Regions from separate parts of the Hordeum vulgare genome. Here region 1 is linked to region 2. A link is a contact called in public Hi-C data. All regions are on one chromosome and are shown on one strand. Each heading gives the region's core, a stretch centred on a gene start, on an enhancer-like site or on the middle of the called end of the contact. The rest is flanking DNA. Distances are from core to core; before and after follow the strand shown.

The links. Hi-C and Micro-C count contacts between places; a contact is called where the count stands out from the background.
Region 1: a contact with region 2 is called in a Hi-C map of seedling, with 2.6 times the contacts expected there. The contact joins the promoter of LOC123430348 here to the promoter of LOC123426861 in region 2. A contact is called at or near these places in 4 of 6 Hi-C or Micro-C datasets (leaf, seedling and an unstated tissue).

What each region holds. Positions count from the first base shown.
Region 1 is chr2H:503,061,219-503,066,959 of MorexV3_pseudomolecules_assembly, forward strand. LOC123430348 reads left to right here and starts at 4,352. Exons shown (of 2, transcript XM_045114215.1): 1 at 4,352-4,734; 2 at 4,838-5,480. The coding sequence starts at 4,619. The coding sequence ends at 5,252.
Region 2 is chr2H:502,652,856-502,658,534 of MorexV3_pseudomolecules_assembly, forward strand. It overlaps LOC123426861 (polyadenylate-binding protein RBP47-like), which reads left to right and starts at 1,484. Exons shown (of 6, transcript XM_045110759.1): 1 at 1,484-1,931; 2 at 2,972-3,425; 3 at 4,140-4,195; 4 at 4,284-4,414; 5 at 4,501-4,597; 6 at 5,541-5,679. The coding sequence starts at 1,557.

The DNA.
Region 1 (5,741 bases), core at 3,102-5,601, 410 kb after region 2:
TATCAAATGAGAACTCATGTCTATGGTTAGGAAACCTTAACCATCTTTGATCAACGAGCTACTATATTAGAGGCTCACTAGGGATGCGATGTTGTCTATGTATCCATACGTGTATGTGAGTTTCCTATCAATACAATTCTAGCATGGATAATAAGCGATTATAATCAACAGGGAAATATGATAATAACCAATTTATTATTGCCTCTAGGGCGTATTCCCAATAGTTTTTCCTAATGGCATCTCTCATGTAGTAGGCATACAGTTGGTAAAAAAATTATTGTTGGGCAATTGATAGAAAAGCGCATAGTTATGCGATATTGACGACAATAATCATGTATATATAGGCATCACGCCCATACGCAAATAGGCCGACTCCTGCCTCCACCTATTACTATTACTCCACCCATCGACCGCTATCAAGCATGCATCTAGAGTATTAAGTAAAAAAAGAGTAATGCTTGGAGAACAACGACATGATGTAGACAAAGAGAACTCAATCAATATGAATTAACCACATCATTTTATCCTTAGTGGCAACAATACAAAGACGTGTCCTTATCCATTTCTTTCACTGGGATACAGAACTCCACCAGATTGAACCCAGTACAATGCACCCCTCTCACTGAAGAAATATCAATCTAGTTGCCAAACTATTTCAATAGATCAGTGAGATTTAAGAAGCTATAATAATCGTGCAACTAAGAATCATGATAGACTTCAGACAAGACAAACTATCTTTATCATGAATAATCTGAACATAAACCCACAATTCATCGAATCCCAACAAACGCATCGCACAAAAGAATTACATCGGATAGATCAAAGCGAAGATGCAATGATCATTGTATTGACGATCAAGAGAGAGAGATAGTCATCTAGGTAATAACTACGGAGCAGTAGGTGTGTGGTAAACTACTGACGCATCACCATGAGAGTAGCAAGGTTGATGTAGAGGTCCTCTGTGAACGATCCCCCTCTGATAGGGCACCGGAACAGGGCTCCAGATGGGCACACGGTGGAACAGGGACATGTGGCGGTGAAAAAGTGTTTCTGGTGCCTCTCTAAGATTTTTTAGATTTATTAGAATTTATAGGACGGTGAGGGACGTCACGAGGCGCCAGGGGGCCACCACGCAACAGGGCGTGCCCTGATGTGAGGTGGCCTCCTCGTGTGGCCACTGGTCTCCTCCTGAAGCTTACAGGTCGTCTTTTTGTCCAGAAAAAATCATCAAAAAGTTTTGGGGCAATTGGACTTCGTTTGGTACTATAAACCTGAAAAATCCAAGACATGGAAAAAACAACAACTCGCACTAGGCACTGGATTAATAGGTTAGTACCCAAAAATAATATTAATTAGTAAATAAATACCCAAAAAGTATCCTAGAATGATAATAACATAGCATGGACAATTAAAAATCATAGATACGTTGGAGACGTATCACAAATCAGAAGCTCGATAATGACATCATTGTGGCATCTCTCTCCACCACGCAGGCGGACCACATCACACGCTAAGCCACTAAAGCAGAGCGTCGTGCCTGCGACGAGTGTTGTGCTGCGCACATGGTGCAATTGCCCCCCCCCCCCACCACCACACACACACAAACAAAAACACGAGATTATCGAACTTTCGTTTGACGATGACGAGAACTGGTCCTACTACAGTTCAGATTAGTGTGCCAGAGTAATCGCTAGCAAGTGCAGTCTTCCTTAACAAATTCAATTATCTTTCATTCAGCTAGTTCAATTAGTGTACGTTCAGTAAGTTCAGTCATCATCAGCTTCAATTATGTCCATTCCAATTTACAATTGAGTTTAATGTATAATGTCTTATCTATGATTTTGTTTTCAAGCATAAATCCAGTTTTAATGTCTGTCATATCCAGGAGGTGTCAAATTGCAAACCGAGTGGCGACAGGGACACGGGAGGGGGAGTAGCAACTGAGAACTACTGGATTTCGTTGGGGCCGCTGTCAGCAGGGACTATTTTGCATAAAAAACAAGTTCAAGGGGGGTCCATGCAAAAAAGCACGCGTGCGACGCTCCACCCCCCCCCCCTCTCAGCCCTATGCTTGAGTGGCATGCCACGCCAGCGGCGGATGCGCGTGCAGTCGACCAGAGTGACCGGATCTGCACCTAAACACAAGTTAATTAGCCAGAAAACTGTATTTTTTAAGTTGTATCACCAAACTGCACATTAGACGTAAGTTTAGTGACTACCAATGATATTACCTCTTTTTTTGCCTAACTCCTTTAATATCAGGATTTTATAGCGGAAAAGGGAGCTGTTGGAGATGCTCTTAGGGCAGGAAGCCTAACACCGTACATCAAACTAGACATTCCAAATGTTTGGGGGCATGTTTGGACGTGTGCGCAGACATCAGTTGTGGACCAGGTTATGAACCTGGTGCACCAATTGTCCGCCCAGGTTCGGCCTCCTTCATTTGACATGCACATGTAGATCAATAGCAAGTGATCATTTGTATAACTAGATACAAACATATGCAGTCACAACCAAAAAGCACCCAAATATCAACAAGTTCTTACATTCCATAGATCAAAAAAAATCGTTGAAACATATCTAACATGTGATCTAGTTTTGACAGTCCCATCCCGATATATTTAATGGTAAAATGGATTTTACATTGCACCGACTGTTTCGGATACAAAACATTTTGTGTTTTCAAAACGGGAAGAAGTTGTGATGACATCAACTTTCGTTAGTGCACGTGGGAAGAAGGTAGGAAAACCCATGTTTATGTCCGATAACTTATGTGTAAACAATATGTGTATCTTATATATTGCATACCCGTTAACTTATGTACTGCATCTTGATAACTTTTGATCCAAAATAAAAATCGTCGAATCATGTCAACATGAGATTTATTTTCGGAGATGTGGTAGCGGCAAATTTAGTTGATGAAAACGGAGTTTTGAGCTAGAAGACATTTTAAAACATCAAAGTAGGGACATGACAATCTAGGACAACATCAACTTTTATCATCTAATACGTGCATGCATCTGCATGTGGAGATGAGTGGTGTTCATATGAATCTCCAAATTCGAAATGTTCCCATACAATCACAGTCCTCTAATCTTATTTGGGATCGTGCCTCCTACACGCTTTCAAAAGGGATCCCTCCGTAAGTAGACTTGGACCAGGCGTGGTTGCACTAGACTAGATCCATATCATGAGCTCACTCACCTCCCGACGCGGGATCAGAATCAGATTAAGTCATCAAGCCATGAACCAGTTCACACCGCCTGTCTCGATCGACAACGATAAGACGACGCCGACGTGGGTGGTGGTACTAACAAAGATAGCCATCGATGTCTAACGTCCCGTCCCTTAATGCCCAAGGAAGACCCGAACGAGTAAGAGTAACCAAGTCCAGGTCTTCAAGTCAGTCTCCCCTTTATATTTTTTGTCATTTCTTGTACGGCACATCAGAGGAGCACGCGCATGCAGGAAACTCAAACTTGTTTAGCGCAGGGAATCGTTGAGGACACGGACGGATTCCATACGTTTTCGAGCCCCGTCAGTTGCTTTCGCTTTGCCTCTTTCACGGATTTTTATTCCTATGCGTTTTATTTATACGGTAGCACAGAAGATTGAGTGGATGGATGGATGAAGATGGTTATCCTGCAATTCTGCCTCGGTGCCCAAAAAGCGATGTGCTGAACCTCACACCGATTTCTACTAATGGTAATCGGAGCGGTGCTTCTTCTCTCTCTAAAAGTTTTAGAGGAAGAAGCTGATCGAAGAAGCTGATCGTGCGTGCCAGCTTTGTTTTTATGCGCACTCGTCCCAGAAAGAATCGGTATCGGTACCTAGGTAGGCAGGGGTTTTATATTCCGGCTGGCGGGCGGGCGGATTTTATTCGGGGAACAAAATATCCTGCATCCATCGTGTCATCCTATCTGATCGAAATGCAAGCCGAGAAATTCCGCACCGATGGATCGCTGCTTCCACGTATAGTGCTCCCAACTGATTAAGGTGCTCTGGGTTTTTTTATTTTCTCGCTGCTGCGGCCGGAGATGTTGATCCGGCATGATGATGCAGTGCAATGGACGAGACCAATGAGCCGTCCTTGTCCCTAGCACCGAATCGTCAATGTCGCTGGTTGTGTCCAACCAGCCGAGGTGGCCGCCATCGGGATCACACGGCAGGACAGATATAAGATGACGGGCGCATGGGCCCCCTCCCCTCATCAGAAAAACGAAAATAAACCAAAGCTTAACTGCAAGTCTTGTCCTCAGTCCACGGTAGCCATTCACATTCATCGCTCCCTCCCTCCCTCCCTCCCTCCCTCTCTTTCTTGGGCCTATATAAATAGGAAGGAGGCCACCTCTTCTCCCTCCCTCTCCTACCCTACCCTACCCCGGCCGTACCTCACGAAAGCTGCCCCTGCAACCATAAACGCCACACCCAGAGAGAAGATGTGAGCGCGTTAATGCCTAGGCTCGTACGCTACGACTACGAGCATCTCCATATCCACTGGTAGATATAAAGCACACCGCGGAGGCCGACCGTCTCACTTCATCCCACTCCCTCCCATCCACCTGCAGCTAGCTAAGCTAGCACCGGCCGCGCGCGCTGCGGATCATAATAAGCTTCCATGGAGCCGCCACCTTCTCCGCTGGGCGCCGGCGCCGTCTGCTGCATGTGCGGCGACCGCGGCCTGCCGCACGAGCTGCTCCGCTGCAAGCTCTGCCGCGTCCGCCTGCAGCACAGGTACGTACGTGCCTTGCGCGCGCGCTCGATCCAGTTTTTTCCCTACTATCGATCGACCTGATTCTGATCTGGGCGTGTGTTTGTCATGCATGTGTATGTGTAGATACTGCAGCGAGCTGTACCCGAGGGCCACGGCGTACAGGAGGTGCAACTGGTGCCTGAGGGAGCCCGCAGAAGCCCACGCCCAACCCCACGCTCAACCGGTGGCTAGCAAGAAGGCGGAGAAGCGGAGGATGGTGGCGTCGACGGAGACGTCGACCTCCGACGAGGAGGAGCGGCGGCACCACAACGAGGCCGGATGCGCCACTGCAACGAGGTCGAGGAGATCGCCCGCGGAGGTCGGTAAGCCGGTCAAGAAGCCCAAGGTCGACGAGAGGCCGCCGCTGCCGCCGTCGCCAGGCGCGGGAGCGAAGGGGAACAGCGGCGACAAGAAGCCGATGCAGGCCGGGAAGCTGGCGCGGCCGGGTAGGGTCAAGGTGAGGAGGTACAAGCTCCTGGCAGAGGTGATTAGCTGCTAGCCAGGATCATAGAATCAAAAGGGGAAGTAGCCAAATAACTAGCTAGGCACCGTCGACATTGGTGTCGATCTAGCATGTAAATATCGTTTGCCCGTCTTGTACGGGGTTTTCCTCTCTTTTTGGGGAGAGAGTCTACTACCGTGCTAGTGCTGTACAAATCTTAAGCCTTGTCGGTTTTAATTATATATCAAGTTGACGTGCATATATAGAAGGGACGGTTTGACTTTACGTCGGGACGGCGGCCCAGATGAGCCGGTACAACTGTTGCATATGGTTGCTTTGTGAAGCATAGATTGGAGGTGGCAGTGAGCGGTGTTATGTCGGGCGACGGCCTCAAGATGAGTTGGTGCAACATTCATGTTTTGCGAACGGTTACCCTGTGTCATATAGGTTGTAGGTGATTAGGCCGTGCGGCGTTGTAACTCAAGTGTGAGTGGTGGTATTTGGGGAGGCGGTCCTTGAAGGTGAGGTCGGTAAACCCGTCAAGAA
Region 2 (5,679 bases), core at 234-2,733:
TTATCTAAGTTCCCATTCAAATGATATGCTAAAAACAACACATGCTAACTTGAATGCCCATGGCTAAATAAAGTCATTCCATATCATATTTCTAAATATAGACATGTAAGCACCACCGATACTAATGCCACATAATATCACTTCTTAATTATACAACCCCACCGACAACCCCACATGCATGTCCACAAGTTCGGTATCAAGTTAATACTTAAGATACACGTGTACTTTAGAATAACCGGTTGTCATATCCTATTTTGTTTACTTACTAGGTTACATACCATTTTATTTTGCAATAGAATACATATTTATTACTTGGCATATAATTACACTTGGCCAAACATGAGATCCTATGCAACTTAGAATAGTGCAACCTAACATTGGTACCCTAAAGCAAATCACTCGTACATTCATGTTGTGTCGACACTAGACTTTCTTGAGCAAGAACTAGCCGTTTGTTGAAAGAAGCCACTTAACCACAACACGAGACACACAAACCATGAAACGGCGAATTGAAGCGTATAATATCTTATCAAAGCCTCATGCAAAACCTAATAGTTTGCTTGAACAACGATCAAGCGGTTAGATCCTCGAAGACCATAACAACACCATGAACGTTGAAACATTCTATTTTGAGAGGCTTGGCGTAAACCTCAAATGAATCTCCATGATGTGAAGAGAAAAATCATAGTATATGACACACAAGATCATGTCATTAGTGGTTGAACTATCCAAATCTTAATCTTGTGATGGTCATGGTGTGATATAGTGTGCATATGGGTTCTCGAATCAACCACTTACCAAAGGTTCCATAGTGATTGTTTGATTTTGATGAAAGTTCTATTCATTTGTTGTCAACATTTTTACGGTGAGCCCACATACCAATTCAACGAAACTTCTTAATACTAGCTCTCTTCGCACATCTTTATATATCTTTAATTTTGATAGCAAAATGTGTGCTATATGGTACACTAAATTAACTTGAGATTAGAATGGAAGGATTAGTACTTTCTATCTTAAAAAGCTTTGTCCAGCACGACCTCATTCATACCTGCCAATTAACATGAACATTATTATTTTCGTCTCAAAATGTAAGACAAATTTTAGACTAATTTATATTAACAGAATGACATAGTTGTTTCGTTCCTATTCGCCCAAATGTTATCGGAAGACACTCAACCATACACTGATTTATGGCAGTATAATAAATACGAAAAGCATTATATAAAACCAGCAACAACACTCTCGAAAAGAAAAGAAAAACACTCGCCAATCGCACTCCCAAACCACAGGGCCCACACTGTCAGCGCTATAACGGCAGCTACCAACGCGCTCCAAACCTGGGACCTCCCACCGGCCCTACACGTCGCCTCCCTCGCACATTCAATCAACGACCAGCAGAATAACGAACTCCTAGATCCGACGGCCTGAATCCGCCGCCAGCCCGCTATATATCCAGTCACCTCACCCACGGGCACCCTCTCTTTCCGCCCTCCGCAACCTCACGAGACTCCCCCAACCCCAGGCGACCCTCCTCGGCGGCGGCGGCGCGGACGGTGATGCAGATGGCGGCGACCACCACCGAATCACAGGTGGCCGTGCCGCCTCACCAACCCCACGCGCACCCGCATCCGCACCCGCCTCCGCATCACGCGCACCCGCACCACCACATGCCGCAGCCGCGGTGGGTCGTCCTCCCCTACCCGCCGCCGTCCATGGTGGCCGCCCCGCCCCCGCCGCCGCCGCAGTTCGCCAAGCACTACGCGCCGGGGCCGCCGCCTCCGCCCGCCGCGGCCGGGCGACGCACGCCCACGCCACCCGCGGCCGGATCCGGCGGGAACGGCTGCGAGGAGAACAAGACGATCTGGGTCGGCGACCTCCAGTACTGGATGGACGAGAACTACCTCCATAACTGCTTCGGCCCCAGCGGCGAGGTTCGTGTTCTCTCCCGATCCGGACTTGTCCGTACTAGATCTCGCGAATACAGTAAGATTCGCCCCATTCCTTTGTCCTGATTCATGTGTTGTGCCATCAAATTGCCATGAAAGCGTATATTTTGTGCTTACTTGTCACTTGATGCGAATAAAAGGCGATGCTTCTATAATTAGCCGTGAAAAGTTGTTGCTCAAGGCGCCAACTTTAAGGCCATTCAATACAGTACGTACGGAGTGCTCTTCTTTGATTACTGCCATAACTGCAAGCAATTTCTTCTTCCCTCTGGATTGTACGCAATAACGAACAAAATTGCATTATTCTTTGCGATGCTAGCTTCCAAATGTGCCGACTTTGGGGATTTAAACTAGTTTGGTTAGTAGTACTCGTTTGGAGGAAATGGTCTTGACGTGTATAATTTAATAGAAGTTACGAATGAGCTGGGCTCGTTATGCATTTTGGTGATTACGGAATAAGTAAAACACCAGTTGGAGAGGCAAAAGGAAGCCATAATGAAAGCCTTGACCAATTACTACCATCTTTTATTGGGAGGTTTGCTTACTGACGTGGACAGGAAGTGGAAAAGGTGGCAAGTACTTTGTCTGGAAAATGGTAACAAAGAAAGCAAGTTGTATGCGGTCTTGTGTTTGTACAATTTTCCAGGAACTATCCTTCACACACATAAACCATGATGGGTTTATTAAAAGACATAATGAATGTTAACCACTCATGGGTTCATTTTTTTCCTTGTTAAATCACTGCGTATAACTCTTCTCTTGTTCAACTACTGGTTTATTCACCTTTTTCTCTACATCTGCTTCATAGGTGGTAACAAAGAAAGCAAGTTGTATGCGGTCTTGTGTTTGTACAATTTTCCAGGAACTATCCTTCACACACATAAACCATGATGGGTTTATTAAAAGACATAATGAATGTTAACCACTCATGGGTTCATTTTTTTTCCTTATTAAATCATTGCGTATAATTCTTCTCTTGTTCAACTACTGGTTTATTCACCTTTTTCTCTACATCTGCTTCATAGGTGGTAACCATAAAAGTTATCCGCAATAGGCAAACTGGACAATCAGAGGGATATGGTTTTGTAGAGTTCTTTTCCCATGCATCAGCGGATAAAGCTCTTCAGAATTTTACTGGTCATGTGATGCCCAACACTGATCGAGCCTTTAAGTTAAACTGGGCATCCTATAGCATGGGTGAAAAGCGATCAGAAGTTGTCTCTGACCACTCAATTTTTGTTGGTGATTTAGCTGCTGATGTTACCGATGAAATGTTGATGGAGCTTTTTGGTAGCAAGTATCGCTCCGTGAAAGGAGCTAAAGTTATTATTGATGCAAACACTGGCCGTTCTAGGGGCTATGGATTTGTTAGATTTGGAGATGATACTGACAAAGCTCATGCAATGACTGAAATGAACGGTGTTTATTGCTCTACTAGACCTATTCGTATAGGACCTGCAACGCCTAGAAGAACCTCTGGTATGTCCCTTCTTTGCGGTTGTTCTGCAGCCCTAAACTGTACGGCCTTCTTTTTGTTAGTTTATGGATTGTTTTGTATTTTTCATACAAGTCCTTCAACTTTCACTAAATTTGACTCATTTCATGGCCTCATTGTACCCATTACTATCACTATTTGTTTCGGAAAAATCTACTCATATCTTGTATGGCCCTGATGTTGTCCTAGTGTTCTCCCATCTAGCCTTTTGGAACTCATACTGCTTTTAATGAAGAACGGTGATTTCTTCTGTTATTATTGATCATCTATCTGTACTTGTTTTGCCTTTCTAGACTATGTACATGACCTGTAGAAATTAACAGATAGTTCCCTCATCTCGGATTTTGCAACACATCCTGCTTTTAATGAAGAACGGTGATTTTTTCTGTTATTGATCATCCATCTGTACTTGTTTTGCCTTTCTGGACTACGTACATGACCTGTAGAAATTAATAGATAGTATGAAACAAACAAATCCACTTCACCATGATCTACTGACCACTGCGGTGCTAGTGTTCCTTCTGCTGTAGTGGTGCCAGTTCTACTGATTCAATTGCTATTGGTCCTCACATTCTTATATGTAGCATGTTATGTATTCTGCTTCTTTGTTAAGGACAATATGGAAATGGTTATTTTCTCATATGAGATTCGTATAGGTTTAATCCCTTGTTACACAACTTAATGACTATTAACTTCAGGTGATTCTGGTTCCTCAACACCTGGCCATTCAGATGGCGATTCAAATAACAGAACGGTGTGTATACTCTATACTGAGTTTTCCATGTTGTTTATTAACCTTGTAGCTTCATAGTTTCTAATCTGAAATTCTCAACCTGCTTTAGGTATATGTTGGTGGGCTCGACCAAAATGTTAGTGAAGACGAGCTGAGGAAATCATTTGCCAAATATGGTGATGTTGCCTCTGTGAAAATTCCTCTAGGGAAGCAGTGTGGCTTTGTTCAGTATGTCAACAGGCACGTTTCTGAAGCTGTTATGTGTTTTACTGGTTATTTCTATGTAACTTACAAGCTAATACTTCTATTTGTGCCACTGTTTTTAGAACTGACGCAGAAGAAGCACTTCAAGGGTTGAATGGGGCTGTCATTGGAAAGCAGGCAGTTCGCCTTTCGTGGGGCCGCAGCCCATCACATAAACAGGTTGGCCATGTGCTTCATAACTGTTTTCTTTGATCGTTCCTTGCTGTAGTATTAGTGTGGCTTTGCAGCAATAATCTTGTTAAAAATATGATGAACACTATGTTTGAAAACTCTTTAGTTCGGACAAATTTGGTAGTAACCTATAGACGACTGTAAATTTGGATGTGCTATGACAAATCAGCCTTGCAAGATATACTTTTCATATATTATATCATCTTTTCCTATATGCTATGATCTTTCCCATGAAAGGCTTCTTTGCTGTGTCCATGTTTAATCTATTTATGACTGTTGCGTACTAGCACTGTGGCTTGTTGATGTTGGAATTAAAACGTTCCTGCTATTAATGGATCTGTGCTTTCTTGTCCCATATGCTAGCAATTATTCCAACAAGATTATTTTGTATCGTTGCAGCCTTATGCTTGTTCGTTGTTTCTAGTCTAATGCTAAATAAACTTGAGCATGCAGACCCTTTATCTGGTTTAATCCTTGTTTAGTTCAGCTGAGCTCACTTTCCAAACCTAGGTTTGGTTCAACTAAGCAACCAAGCTTCCTATCCTATCATTCAGCCTGTGATGCGTTCTACATACCCTGTGTGCCGTGTGGCTATGCAAAAAGGGCAATTCCATGATTGTGTAATGTGCTCGGTGGCCCATCTGTATCTTTATTTTTGGGTTATGCATTTTGAGGATGCTTATTGACTGAATGCCATGCCTTTATGAAAACATCCAGACTCAAAGATAAGTAGTCCGGAGTAGATAACATAGTGGACTTGAAATTTTTAAACTAGGTCGTGCTTCGTGCAGCTAAGATGGTTTGCCTGTGCCATCACCCGTCATATACTTGTGAACTCTTTATTTCTGTCATCTGTATGTAGAATCTATTGCTTTTAAAGGTACTCCATTCTCTCTTCCATGATGCTAATTCACTGTTGTCTTGTTTTCAGTCTAGGGGTGATTCTGGCAACAGGAGGAACAACAACAATATGTACTATGGCACGCCGTTCTATGGTGGGTACGGCTACGCCTCCCCTGTCCCGCACCCCAACATGTATGCCCCTGCGTATGGAGCCTACCCGTTCTACG